Linked DNA regions of Sus scrofa: region 2 is linked to region 1. The links are chromatin contacts, called in public Hi-C maps. All regions are on one chromosome and are shown on one strand. Each heading gives the region's core, a stretch centred on a gene start, on an enhancer-like site or on the middle of the called end of the contact. The rest is flanking DNA. Distances are from core to core; before and after follow the strand shown.

Region 1 (3,409 bases), core at 593-3,092:
AATAGCAGCATTCCATTTCTTCCTAATTAGTAAACATACTCATCCCACAAACATGTGTTGAACATCTTCTGAAAACAAGGCTCCCTTTGCCTTTACTAAGATCTCCACATACCAAAGAAAAATCCAAATACTAGCTATACTAAAGCTCATTTTGAAACAACACATCAAGAAATGGTGAAAACAAGGAAGACAAAACAAAAACTCTTGGTTCACATAGGCATAAATTCCTGTAAATCATTGAATGCAAAAACTGGAAGATTTCTTATAGATTATCTACTCCAAAGACCTCACTTTAAAGGCAAGCGAGCCCAGAGAAGTGAGGCCATTTCTTGAAGCTAATACTAGTTGCAAAATCAGTCACAGACTAATTTCATTAGATTTCTAGTCCAATTGCATTTTCTTTAGTATGACACAACCACCTCTAATATATTTAAATCCAAGGCATCGTCAACATTTCCTGTGTGTTTGGGGGTGGGTGGGATGGGAGGCTTGGGAAGTGGTGGGAGACAGTGGAAATTTGACAATCCTTTGCATCCTGATTGCTGTGCTGGGCGCTTCCATTCCTGAACTCTAAATCCCTGTAACAACTCTGAGATAAGTGCTATCTTTGCCATTTTCTATATGAGGAATGTGAGGCCCAGAGAAGCAAAGAAGCTAAGAAATGTACCCAGATGCACACATTTTATGAGTGATGGACTAAATGGTCTGAACTGTTTTTTGCCTTCAAATTCTTTGCTCTTTTCACTGTACCTTAGTTATTGCCTGTTTTAGAGAATGTTGTGCATTTCTTCATAAATGAGTCCAATTTTTGCCTGCCACCTGGTTTTTATGACTGTCCAGATTGATTTTTCTTTTGAATTTACATTTCGCAACTGTGGGCTTTTTTCCTTTTCCATTTATCTCTTGTCTCAGTCATGAGGTTGGAAAAAAATGAGAAATATGCTGGCTTTGTTTAGACTGAGAACATTCCCAAATATTTGGCTGTACCTCAAAACCCTGTTAAAATAATATTATTTATAACTTTCTGCTTGGTCAATTTTATTTTAAGTCAGGCTATTTCCCACAGGGGACTGTTGATGTTAAGTTTGCTGCTTGAAAGCCTTAATCACAAAACATTTTCCAAGTAAGATTCAGGTCCTTGCCTTCACGATGAATGGAAACTTGTTAGACAATAGCCTTGACCATTGTGGAACCTTACTCTTAGGGGCTGTGGGGTAGAGTGTTGGTGGGGAGAATGCCATCTGTTCACAGCTGAGCCATCCACCCCTGTCAGAGAGCAGGATCTGTCCAGCCCATGATAGGATGCATTTAAGAGCTGGGCTTTGATGTTGAATGCTGTTTCCCAGAATGCCTATTGAGGAACACAGTTAATTTCTTCTGTATTTCTCCTCTGATGACTATTGTTGTTAGCAGATTTGTTTAGCTGCCTTAGCAGCTTGGGACCTTTCATTGACTTTTGAGCAGATAATTTGACTTTCAGGCAGAGTAAGGGAGAAGGCAGCTAGCAGAATCATTGCAATGGAATACCCACTATAAATTATGGGGAACCAGGCTTTTGACAGGACGGACCTGAAATGGAAGACCTGTCTTTGCCTTGATGTATAATTGAACACTGTCTAAAACTGATGGCAAAGCAGTGTGAATCATAGAGGCCAAAGGTTTGTTATTTAGCAACTTAAATATGTCTTCTTTGAAAGGCCATTCCCTTTCAGACAGAAAATGATGGTCATTGAGATGGCAATTGTCACATTGAAATTACAGTGCTTCCCACCCAGGAGCAGCTCATCTAAAGGGAAGATGGGCAGAAAGCCTGAATAATTAACCCAAAAAGTGGTTATGTAACTGCTTACATTCCACAACTTGAAGACTTTTGGCTTCATTTCAGCCTTTTGAGAAATTCTTATCCCAACAGTTGCTAGTGGCCACCATGTACATTGCTCCATCTTTCTGTCTCCCTAGTAGCTAAATGCCTATTGATTTTTCCAGAACCCTAAGCTCTCTTTGTAAAGGAAGATTTGGTGGACATCATGTCAAATACAAAGGAAAGCCTCTGCCAGACTGAGCATTAGAACATAGTGTTTTAAAAGAAATATGAAGTATCAATGCAATTATAAATCAATGAAAACCCCAGGAGAAAGAGAATCTCACTTGAGAAAAGATCTTTAAGTTTTCTCTTTTCTCCTTATAAAGAAAAATTGGATCAGCGAACCAAATTTATGACAGTAAAAACTGTCAACAAAATATTCCTGGCTGTTGCTGGGGCTGAGAAAGAGAAAGCCAAATCATGTATGCAGTGTGAGTATGTGAAATGACACATTTTAATATATTAGTTAGGGGGTCAAAAATACCTCCCCTCTTCCACTTAAGTTTTTGGCTGTTACCCCAAATTGTTATTGTTTTAATTATTTTGCTCATGCTTTTCTCTTATGGTCTTTTCCACATCCTATATTTTCTCCTAATTTTGCCTTCTGTATCCGAGAGATATTTGTGGATTGCCAGCATACCTTTTGGGGTCTTAAAAGTCATGTTAGTTTGATAACCATAACTATTATAATCCATGATGCAGAACCAGATAAAGATCTGTGTTTTAACTGAGCTGCAGTGCCTCCAGTTAAGGCACACAACCAAGTTGGAGACTGAGTCAGAGAGCATTGCTAATGGGAATAATGTAGAAAGGCATACAGAGTTACATGGAGATTAGAGGAAAGTCTGTTAAATTGGGTGGGGCCGCAGCAAGCAAATTTATCAGGCACTATAACCTGGATCTGCCCTTCATCATGGCAGGGTTGTTTCTTATGCTGGACATAGATGATTGTTACTAACCTCTGACAGAAATTCTGAACCTACTAAAGGAAAAGTGCAGAAGCATGAGAGAAGGAAGAGGAAATGTGGGAGAGAAGTGGAAAATGGTTTGAGACTGTTGGAATGGGAAAAAAAATATTTTGGTTTTTGACATCATTTTCAAAGAATCACAATTACAGGGACAAAAATTTCATGTTCAAATATTCACAACTATGGCAAAAAATATGAAATTTGTTATCCAAGTAATTTAAAGATAAGAAAATATGAGAATAAAAAATCAGTTATGACGGTAGTAAGCATCACCGCATCATCACCAGATGCTTTGTGTTAATATGTTCATAGTTTTTTTTCTGGTCGGTTGATTTCGTTTTCTATATCAATTTAAAAAGCTGGTGCATTTAGGAGTTCCCTACTGGCTCAGTGGGTCATAGGTCCCGTGTTGTCACTGCTATGGCTCAGGTCACTGCTATGACGTGGGTTCAATCCATGGCCCTGATGCTTCCACATGCCATGGTGCGGCCAAAAAAAACCCAAAAAACTTGAGCATTTAAAAATAATTACTCAAGGTTAATATGACAACTTACATTTCATATTTTATTTAGTTGAT
Region 2 (3,542 bases), core at 285-2,784, 310 kb after region 1:
CAAGTTAGGCAAGAATGAGTTAGCTTCAATTAGATAGCTGTTTTAAATATAAAAATACAATGTATCAGTTGGAAGAGGATCCATGAAGACTGAAAAAAAAGGAGAACTGTAGCAGCAAGTATTGACATTGCCCCTTCCAGGGAGTTGGACTCTACCATTTCCTTGGCTTGACATCCCTATATGAGGGGAGAACTTGCTCACCAAAAAACCATCAGGTATTTAAAAGGTCTTCATATTTAACTTACTTCCAGGGGAAAATGTACAGATAGCTTGGGATGGATATCTGGCTCTCTTGACAGCTACATTTCTAACAAGTAATAATTGACTTGGCCCACTGTCCGTGACAACAACATTAGGTTTCTGAGCTGCACAATCTTGACAGTTCTGAAGCAAGTACATTTCCTGGTCAATATGGTTGCCATATAAAGTACACAATGCCCATTATATTTGAATTTCAGGTAAATAAATAATTTAGAGCATAGTTATATTAAAAAAATGATCCAGTTTTATCTAAACGCCAAACTAAACTGGGCACCCTGTAGTCAATCTGGTAACCCAACCTGCTGAGGGTCTGTATGACTAATCAACTTGCCTAACTTTTAGGACACCCTTTGGTATCACACCAGTATGAGCTGATATTTGCAGGTAGAGCCGTGTGGCATGCACTTTGTAGGGTTTATGATTATTTCCATCCGTTATCTAATTTGAGCTTCACAATGGATATCTGATCTGGTGTCTATGACTACCATGTGTTGATTGTCACTAGAATCAAGAAGCCCTCTGACTTCTAGTTTACTCTCTTGACCATCTGACTGCCTCTCTTAGTAGAAGTCGTATTTCATAGCCTTTCAGTAGTTGTGCACATTTTATCCCTTGACTCTTTCCTTGAACACTCATTTCCACATTACTTTTAAAAAGTCAGTCACTTCCTTTGCTTCCTGATTAATAAGGAGATCAACTGAGATATAATACTTTTCAAGGGAATGTAGCAAATGAAAACAGTGTTTCAAAAATAAATATGCCTTGCAAATAAACCTTTGGACTTGACAAAGCTTGGCTTTGGCACCACTGAGTATGGTTCTTTTCTGTTCTTTTTCCTTTTTTTAATCTTTGTATGGTTATTTTCTAATTCAGAGATACTCTCTTCCCTACTTTTCCCCCAGCACTAAAGATGTCCCAACTTTTCTTTCCAAACATCTTCGAAGGTAAAAAGCACTGAATAAAGGGCTGAAGTTAAATGAATGCATGTGGGCAGATTATAGGGAAGAATGTTATGGTACTCCACTGTTTAGAATACCATCATTTCAACATTTTCAAAAAGCCTGGTATTTGATTACTATGCAAGGTAGAATGTTCTAGGAATAATCGTAAAAATTCTTTAAAAATTATTTAGATAGATAAATAGATAGATAACAAAATGAGAAAGCATTGAAGGCAGTGAATCCTGTCTGACCAGGGACCATGACACAGAAGAGAACAGTGTGATTCAGCTTTTTTTCAGGGAAGTTAAATTAACATGCAGCCAGCAAGTCTATTGAGAAGCAGGACTTGTGGCTTCAGCGTCTGAAATCTGCTCCTAGTTCTAATGACTCATTTTGTGACTATGCAACTTATCAACTTCTCTTTATTCTAATCTCAGCTGCTGGTAAGGAGATTTAATAATACACGATTCACAGGAGGTTATGATCCTGAGTCATTAATGCAAGAATCTGTAGAGAGAATATATTAGCCGATAGAGACAGGGGGATAAAACTAATTCTGAAAGGCAACATTTAGAAATCTGGAGACAATAACAAATTTGTAATGCTACAAATCTGGTTTAAAAAAAAAAAAAACAAAAATGTAAGACTCAAGAATTTGAGTTAATGGAAACATAAACAATAGAGAGCCATCATAGGTTAAGCCCTACAGTGCATGTGACAGGCTTGTTTCTAGTGTCACTGGACGCCTTCTTAGCACCTCTCCCCCTTTGTGTGTCCCTTGGCCTCCATATACTCCATTCCACTGAGGGCTTTCACTCTTTCTCTTTGTCACCCTAAGCTTAAAACTTGTTCCGTGATGCTCTATCTATGCTAAGATAGAAATAAAATAGTAAGGCAAAAAGGATAATTAAATCATAAGCTGGCATCAGAATTCCTTCTGAGAAAAGAATATTTTTGGTCTAACACTGGAGAAAGTAAGGTGAAGTTCACAAGAATAGGTAGGGAGCATCATGAATAGGTAGCATCATTTTCAAAGAAATGATGCTGTAGGTAAAAAGATGGAATTGGGGAAGCAGGAGACAAGGAAAACAAGAGGGCTAGAGGAACACTGGCATCCAGGTTAGTTGACTAAGATCTTTTGTAAGAACTTAGATATCTAAAATTCCTTCTTAAGATGCTCACCTTATTGTGTTCTAGAACCACCCACACCAAGGCCTTTTGTGTTTTTATCTGTGGGTGTGGAAATGAAGGAAATGCCTAGGTGCAAGTCTATGTCACAACAGGAGAATCAAGGCAGGTGGTGAACAAAGGTGAAATGACTCATGGATTGAACTGATTCAGAGGCAATGGGGCTTTAAAGGTAGAGGTGACTAAGGGAAAAAAATGTAAGTACTTCACCTCTCCAGAAATTTGGAAAAGAACAAGGTTTTCAACCACCAACAGGAAAGAGTTCAAGCACATTATGCTCTAATCTCCACAGACCAATACCTCAACAACTCTAGAATTTAACTTGGGTCACCAGGCCCCTCTGGGGACTGAGGAATGTGAGGCAGAAAGCCAGTGACCCAGCACCCCCCCTCTCCATCTTCCCAATCCTCATCGCCTGTGATCTGCTTTCTAGTGGAAATTCCAGAAAAGAATGCCTTTGAGCTTTGAATTGTGCAGCTGGAAAAAAAAAATTTTAAATGTGTTAAGCAGTTGCTAAGTCATTCACCTAAAGCCTCACTTCTTGCAGGATTATTTTTATTTTAACACAGACTGAATAACATGATAAAGGTTTTATGGAATGATTTTATGAGCAAGTCTTTCCAGGGTCAAAGGGGAAGTTGGAAAAGTGTGTGTTAGGTGGAGCTGGAAGGTAGTAAACTAAGAGAGAAACCTACTGGATAACGCCTAGAATTTGAAACATTCTCTGAAGGAGCATTTTGTAAATTATACTTCAGAAGAAAGAGAGAATAGATTTTAAGAAGAAAAACTGCATAACGTGAATTCTATTGGTGACCTTTAATATTGTCTTCTGCCACCAGACTATCTCAAAGACCTTAACGCCAATAAAAAGAGTCAAATATTATTATACCACCCGCTGAAGATATAGCAACCATGATGTATACCAAGTATTGTTTTTTAGGAGTTCCCGTCGTGGCGCAGTGGTTAACGAATCCGACTAGGAACCATGAGGTTGCGGGTTCCGGTCCCTGCCCTTGCTCAGCGGGTTAACGATCCGGCGTTGCCATGAGCTGTGGTGTAGGTTGCAGACGCGGCTCGGATCCCGAGTTGCTGTGGCTCTGGCGTAGGCCGGTGGCTACAGCTCTGATTCAACCCCTAGCCTGGGAACCTCCA

The links. A called contact is a pair of places that touch in the nucleus more often than the background predicts.
Region 2: a Hi-C map of embryonic fibroblasts shows a contact between it and region 1, with 2.1 times the contacts expected there. The contact joins two enhancer-like sites. A contact is called at or near these places in 3 of 47 Hi-C or Micro-C datasets (embryonic fibroblasts and heart right ventricle).

Annotation. Positions count from the first base shown.
Region 1 is chr13:116,126,644-116,130,052 of Sscrofa11.1, forward strand. The region is part of intron 4 of LOC106505748 (a long non-coding RNA gene); the gene reads left to right. Among named protein-coding and RNA genes, the nearest start is that of KCNMB2, 620 kb to the right of the region's middle. Within about 2 kb of position 1,843, at least 11 of the 83 cell types and tissues checked have an H3K27ac peak or open chromatin away from gene starts, as enhancers often do. A contact at or near this core is called in embryonic fibroblasts, where this site is marked.
Region 2 is chr13:116,439,942-116,443,483 of Sscrofa11.1, forward strand. No RefSeq gene overlaps it. Among named protein-coding and RNA genes, the nearest start is that of KCNMB2, 300 kb to the right of the region's middle. Within about 2 kb of position 1,535, at least 13 of the 83 cell types and tissues checked have an H3K27ac peak or open chromatin away from gene starts, as enhancers often do. A contact at or near this core is called in embryonic fibroblasts, where this site is marked.